Regions from separate parts of the Astyanax mexicanus genome. Here region 1 is linked to region 2. A link is a contact called in public Hi-C data. All regions are on one chromosome and are shown on one strand. The core of a region is the stretch at or near the end of the contact, and the rest is flanking DNA. Distances in the headings are between cores, read along the strand shown. Region 1 has its middle 24 kb from the start of timm8b. Region 2 holds the start of adamts8a (ADAM metallopeptidase with thrombospondin type 1 motif, 8a).

Region 1 (3,840 bases), core at 1,181-3,680, 86 kb before region 2:
TTAGAAGAAGTGTCCACAAACATTGGGACAAAGAGTATAGTATAGGACTTTACTATTCTCAGATTATTATTTCATTATTTTATTTATTTTATTTGTTGCAGATGCAGCTCATTAATCCTGAAATCACTGGGTGCCGGAGTCCCACTTCCTGTGTCCCTGATTTGACCTATGATCCTGATGGCGACAGGCTTAATCCAGCCGTCTCCTCTTTCCTTGCTGTGTTTTTTTTTCTTTCTAGTATTATGGTGTTATTTTCTTTCTTACGGCCACGAAAGACCTTTTACACATCTCTGGAAAGCTGCTTTGTGACAGCGTCGTAAAAAAACACTTTCTAAATAAAACCGACCTGAGCTGTTTACCCGCTGGCCGAATGTTAGCGCTAATTTTGGTGTTTTCAGTGGCAGATGGAATCATGGCTGTGAAAATGTGCGAAAAGTGGCTGGAGGAAAGCCTGCTGGGCTGATGTTGATGTGAAGGACAGACAGGCGGAGGGTGGACTGAGGATTAGGGTCTTGCACAGGGTCTGTGAAAGCCATCGCGGTGGCTTTCGGAGGCCAGAGAGGAAGCGCACACATGCTAGTGTCATTAGCCTCTCTCATCCTGGTGGCTTTGCTGAGGCCTTTTCTGCTTCTTCAAACATTTTTCTTATTTATGATGGGAAGGACCAGGACCAGGGCCCTGGCCGGACGCCCCCCCCTCCCCTCCTTCCCCTCCCCTGTCCCCCTTTTAGATGGCTGGACGTGGTTTTTGGTCGCTGACTGTTGCCACATTGGTGAGTCTCGCTGCACAGAGGTGGCGTCAATGGTGGTTATTACAGCATGGTGATTAGATTAAAGAAATGGGATGGGACACTTATGGAATGTATAAAAATATCTGAATGTTTTACAGCAGAAAACAGACACTTGTCGAGGCTAAAGCTGAAAAACAAGGACATTTTGAGATATTGTTCAGATCATTACAGTGATGCAGTGTTATAGTACTCGTATCCGCTCTATAAAGGTCTATATATGTCTATAAATGAGTGGTCTCTGTCTCATTTGGAATTGCTTTTGCTGGACTGCATACTCAGTTTAAATCACGCTGGAAATGTTTTATTTACAAAAATTACAAAAAAAAAACCAAAACATTAAAATAAAATTATTTTGTCCCTGTACAAAAAGAGAAAAACACAGTCAGATTGCACTAAATTTAAAAGAGAAAGTCTTTAGCCACGTATTAATTAAACTTTTTCAGTTTTAATTATTTAGCAAATTTATTTTTCTGCTAATTCCTTGCCTGCTAACCAAGAACTTCTGAGATAACATAGAAATTTTCTAACAGCCACCTGCAACACCATGTCAACCACTTGCTGAGGCCTTTCCTTTTTTCTCTTTTTTCAATGGTGGTTATTACAGTATAGTTATTAGATTAAATAAATGAGACAGGACACTTTCAGCATGTGTAGAAATGTCTGAATGAAAACAAGACAGTTGTTTAGTCTAAAGCTAAATAGTCATGCTTGAAATTTCATGACTTTCCAAAGTTTTCCCTGATTTAACTTTAATAGGCATCACTGCAGACCAGTGTTGAGGCCACAAAATATTGCCGTACAGGCCGCGAGTTTGAGACCCCTGATTTAAAGTGCTCACTGCAGAATACTGTCTCCCTCTGAGGATGAGTCTGCGGACCCCTAGAGAAACCCTGGTCTCATCCTCCCCTCCCTTGTGACTCACACACACACACGTGCCAATTTGTCTGTAAGCACGAAGTAAAAAAAAAAAGCTCATTGAGCGGCTACAGTAACGTGCAGTAACGGGGTGTCTGAAATGGTAACGCGTTACAGTTACAGTCAGAGTAATTAGTTAGATTACTCGTTACTGAAAAAAGTAACGGCGTTTATTTCAACGCTGTTACTCCCATCACTGCTGCAGACACTGCAAAAACTCCACCCACCACCAAACAAACATTAAAGAACTGTATAAAATATATAAAAGATATGCTGGAGTGAAAGCTTGCATTTCTCTATAAATGCAATAACCTGTTCCTTCAGAGTAAAAAAAAAAATGTTAATATATTGATTTTTAAAAAAAAGTTTAAGCAACTATTTAAACAGTTAAAGCTATATTGATCTTAAAGAGTCAACTATGGTGGGTCAAGCTGCACAGAGCTGCTGGTGTCTGTGATGGTTATTACAGGTTTGTTATTGGATTTTAAATATAAAAACAGGCCGTTGTGGACAGTGCTAATCAGGAAATCCTCAGAGCGTTACAGTGAAGGCACCTATATGACTCATCACTTTTCTGCGTCTGGATGAAGGAGGATGAGGATGTATCTCTGATTATCGAGTTCTGGCTGGAGAGACGGTCAGGAATGCACGCTGCTCTTCCAGCAGTGTGTGAGGAACGATGGGACGCCGGCCACGAGTTGTCCCAGAGCAGCGTTTGGCTGCCATGGTAACAAACTTTCCTTGGAAAGAACGGAGGATGCCGGGGCGGTTTACGTCAAAGCTGCTGGATCGCAGACCGTCACGACATTCAGCCTTCCTGCTCTCGCTCCAATGACCAAGACAGAAAGTGCTGCTATGAGTTTTACAGCATTAGACACGCACTCTGCTTTATTAAACATTAACTTATGATAATTCAGGACTGTAAATGATAATGTTACATTATTTAAACACGATTAATATTATTTTAACATATGTCACAAAAAAAAGAAGTTGAGTCGATTGCAATTTTTGCTGTTTTTTCACATTGTCATAAAAAATCACTTTGTTTCAAAATGTCATACTATATATTAAATAACCTTGAAAAAAATATTTTTACACTGACTTTTTTCTCAAAGTTAAGATTTTTTTTCCTTATTCTGTAAAGTTGCCAATTATTTATTTTTTTTAGAAGATGACGTCAATATGCAAATGACCTGTATAATATCATATTGTTTTAAATTAGCATGTGCACTTTGTGAAGAAATCACATTAAGTGTAATAGTTGGCTATTTTTAGTAACATTCAGTTAAAAGTCTGGTGAAAAGATTTGAACACTGTTGCACTTCTACAGTGGTTTGAAAAAGCTTTCCTTTATAAATCATATAAAGGTCTGTGGGCTGACTATGACTGTTCTCACCATCCTTCTCCTCTGATTATCTGAGATTTTTCTTGGTCTGGCATTTCGGGGCCTCAACTAGAACTGTGCCTGTGATCTTCCATTTCTTCACTCTGTTCCTCACAATGGAAACTGACAGCTAAAATCTCTGAGATAGCTTTTTGTATTCTTGCCCTAAACCATGATGTTGAACAATCTTTGCTGGGTTGTGTTTTGAGGCTCCCATGTTGCTACTCTTCAGAGAAGATGCATAATTGGATTCACCTGTGTATGAAGGTCAAGGGTCAATGAGCTTACCAAACAAATGTTGTGTTCCAGTAATTAATTAGTGCTAAAGGTATTTATATCAATAAATTGATAACTGTGCCCAAATTTATACACCTGAATAATTTAGTTTAAAGAATTATTGCACACTTTCTGTAAATCCTATGAACTTAATTTCACTTCTCAAATATCTCTGTGTTCTTCTGCTATATGATATATTTAACTGAAATTGCTGATCCGAATAACCAATGATTTATAAAGGAAAATCATGAAAATGATCATTTTTATACCCATCTAGCTAGTTAATGGTACACTGTACAGAGAGGAAACTAAGATGATCCCAAAATGACCGCAAAACTACCCAGTAAGACTTAGAAATACTTATACTTATACTTACTTATACTTATTATAAAAAAAAATAAAAAAAATAACTACAGAGATACTTATAGTGCTCAGATCAAAGCTAATCTATTCCATGCTGATAAAACACTGAATT
Region 2 (3,674 bases), core at 542-3,041:
ATGTAGATTTTAAATTGAGATTTCCCATTGAAAGGACTACTGTATAATCCAGGAAACCAACCCAAAGTGCTGTATAGTCCAAGACTAGTTTTAGGCACTTTCCTAGAAAAAGATTAAGCTTAGTCTTGGACCAAACAGCATTACATTTAAATATAGTCCAGGGAACCAACCCCATGTCTTTTTCAATAGAGAATCTCCACCCACAGTGCTCCATAGTTAATGACTAGGCTTAACCCCTTTTATAGTCAGTTTCTTAGACAATGATTAAGCCTAGTCTTGGACTAAACAGGGTTTTAAATTTAAATATAGTCCAGGGAACCAACCCCATGTCTATTTTCATGAAAAATGTCTATCCAGCATGCTGCATAGTCCAAAGACGAGGTTTAACTTTTTTAATGGGCAGTTACCTAGACAAGAATTAAGCCTAGTCTTGGACTAAACAGCATTTTAAATTGAGATTTCCCATTGAACCCAACACCATGTCTCTTTTAAGGGAGAATCTCCATCCACACTTCTGTACAGTCCATGACTAGACTCAACTCTTTTAATAGCAAGTTTCCTAAACAGAATTTAAGACTAGTCTGGGACTAAACAGCATTTTGAATTGAGATTTCCTATTGAAAGGAAATATAATGTAGAATGTCAATCCACATTGCTGCGTAATCCAAACAAGAGGTTTAATTGTTTTTATAGACAGTTACCTAGACAAGAATTAAGCCTAGTCTTGGACCACACATCATTGACATCATTGAATTGACATTTAGTCCAGGACTAGGCTTAATCCTTGTTTGGGAATATGGTCTTTGGTGTAAAGGTTTATTTAACCTTCTCTTTAAGCACTGTTAGCTATACAGTAGGTGTTTTTTTTTTTTTACCTTAATCTCCTCTCCATAGAATTGAGTCATGGAGTAGTCCGCCACCACCAGCGTCTCGATGTATCTCGGGGATGAGACGAATCGTTTGTCCCGCTGTTTCCGGTCATCCCTCGCCTGCTGCTCATCACCTGGCCGCTGGTGAAGTTCGCTCTTGCTGGTGGAGGGGAGCACTCTTCTTCTGAGCAGGTGAGGCTGAGAGGAGGACCCTCTGTTCCCGGTCTCGGCGGGCTGGATGAAGTACTCGTCCCCTCTGGAGATGAAGGTTCCTCGGATGCCGCTGCACAGGCTGAGGGAGACCACGGAGTCCGGGTCTCGGTTCACCGTGCCCGAGTAGAAGCAACGCTTCAGCTCCTCTCCTGCGCGCGCTTGGGGCTCGGAGAGTTGCTTAGCGCTGATGCGCTGGATGCGTAAAGCCGGGGATACGAAGCTGCTGTCCGGCTTCAGGTCGAGCGTGAATACCTGGCCGTACGCGGAGAGTCTGAACACCTGCCTACCACCAACACCGCCGAGTCTACCGGGGCTCAACCGAACCGGTACCGTCTCCTCTGACTCTTCCAGATCACACCTCACAGATTTTACCAGCAGGACCACCAGGAGGACGGCCAGGACTGAATGAACTTGAGGAGCCATGGTAGAAAGATTGATAAAAAAACGTACAAAACTTTTTCTGACAAATAATAGTTTTCAGTGATTTTTTTCTTTTTTTAATCTCAGTTTATTTGCCTTCAGTAACCCAAAGGACACAGTTCTACACTTCTACCGTTGTGTCCATCAGCAGTAAAGACCCGCAAAGCTGCAGCTCCCCTGCCTCTATCCCGGCGTTGATAGCTCCAGCGTGTCCCGCGCCGCTATTTATACGCTCGTGATTCCGCTCGAACGTGCGCGCGCGCCCCGCTCAGAGCGCACCGCGCGGTTTTTTATTTTGGATGATGTTCACTCCCCCTCCTCGCTCGTGCCGGGGAACGCCAACGGTCCCGCGACTTCCCCGCCACGCCCCCTTCCCCGAACACGAGTACAGCCAACAGGCTGCCTCAGGCCACGCCCCTCCCGCGCCGGGATTGGCCTGTAAAGTCTCAAGTGCTGCGCAGGTGGGCGGAGTTTGCCGAAATCCTAAATACAGATGAGATGTAGATGTAGTGGTCCAGGAAAGTCTAGATTACACTGGGTGTACACAGTGTGTACAGTATTACTTGAAATAGAGATATTTTAATTCTTTGCTCTTTAGTCTTGTTTCTTTTTTTATTTATTAGGTGACAAAATTGTATCTGGTAGATAATATTCCCTGTAGAACCACGTTGGATGACCAACGTTTTCAAGTTTCAACAAATTTGCAATACAACATACTATGAACTTCTGAAAGTTCTAAACATATGGAAGTAAAATATACAGCTCTGGAAAAAAATAAGACACCACTTCAGTTTCTGAATCAGTTTCTCTGATATTGCTATTTATAGGTACATGCTTGAGCAAAATGAACTTGTTTTATTCTATATTCTACATAACTACAGACAACATCTCTCCCAAATTCCAAATACAACATTGTCATTTAGAGCATTTATTTGCAGAAAATGAAAAATGGCTAAAATAACAAAAAAGATGCAGAGCTTTCAGACCTCAAATAATGCAAAGAAAACAAGTTCATATTCATAAAGTTCAGAAATCAATGTTTGATGAAATAACCCTGGAAATTAATCAGATTTCGTGCATCTTTGCATGTTCTCCTCCACCAGTCTTACACACTGCTTTTGGACAACTGTATGCCACTCCTGGTGCAAAAAAAAAATAAAGCAGTTCATCTTGATTTGATGGCTTGTGATCATCCACCTTCCTCCTGATTATATTCCAGAGGTTTTCAATTTGCTAAAATCTAAAAGACACGTTTTAAGAGGTCTCTTATTTTTTTTACAGAGCTGTATGTGTTGTGTAGAGGTAGAGTTGGTATTCAGTGAATAGCTCTATTTGAGTAATGGTTTAATCCATATTATGGCAAGAACTACTTACCTAAGTAAAGAAAAATGATTTTAAGAAATGAAGGTCAGCCAATATGATACATTTCAAGAACTTTGAAAGTATCCTCAAGTGCAGTCACTGCAAAGACCATCAAACATGTTATGATGAAACTGGCTCTCATCAGGACTGGTCCCGGCATGGAAAAAAAGAGACTGGGTTGGAAAGAAAGACCAAGAGTTACCTCTGTTCCACAGAATAAGTCCATCAGAGCTACCAACCTCAAAACCTAAAAGTAAATATCGTTGCTGTTCATTGAAAAACACTTATGTCCAAAACAGCAATTTTACAGGAGAGAGAAAAAACCTTGTAAACTTTCAATGGAAGTCAGTGTAAAAAGAGTTTATTTCAGGTCATTTTGAAGTGTTTCTATTGGTCCGTTCATCAAAAATTTTTGGCACAGTGTAAAGGACACTTTGTTAGTTTAAATTATGTAGTAAACTAAAAATCGACAAAAATGGAGATTAGGGTTTTTCAAAGGACAGCGACTATATAGGAAAATAAGAAATATTAGAAAGTAAAATTTGTAAACAAACTCTTATTTCTGCTTTAGTCTGAAGAAACTTCTCAGAATGTAAATTTTTTTGAGCATTGATAGTTCTATATAAAACACTGTCTTTAGTAATTAAACAATAAAAGTTGCTTATGTACATATATGTGCTTATAGACAAAAGTGAATGTATCCACTCCCTCATGCATATCTATGTACTGCACCTCTATAAAACTTTGCAAAAGAAAAAAGAAAAAAACTTTAAATGGAAATCGATGTAAAGTCATTTGGAGCATGTCGAT

The links. A called contact is a pair of places that touch in the nucleus more often than the background predicts.
Region 1: a contact with region 2 is called in a Hi-C map of muscle, with 14 times the contacts expected there. The contact joins the enhancer-like site here to the promoter of adamts8a in region 2. A contact is called at or near these places in 2 of 3 Hi-C or Micro-C datasets (both in muscle).

The regions. Positions count from the first base shown.
Region 1 is chr1:16,149,336-16,153,175 of AstMex3_surface, reverse strand. No RefSeq gene overlaps it. Among protein-coding and RNA genes, the nearest start is that of timm8b, 24 kb to the left of the region's middle. Within about 2 kb of position 2,430, the one cell type or tissue checked has an H3K27ac peak away from gene starts, as active enhancers do.
Region 2 is chr1:16,062,666-16,066,339 of AstMex3_surface, reverse strand. It overlaps adamts8a (ADAM metallopeptidase with thrombospondin type 1 motif, 8a), which reads right to left and starts at 1,791. Exons shown (of 9, transcript XM_007260489.4): 1 at 876-1,791. The coding sequence starts at 1,505.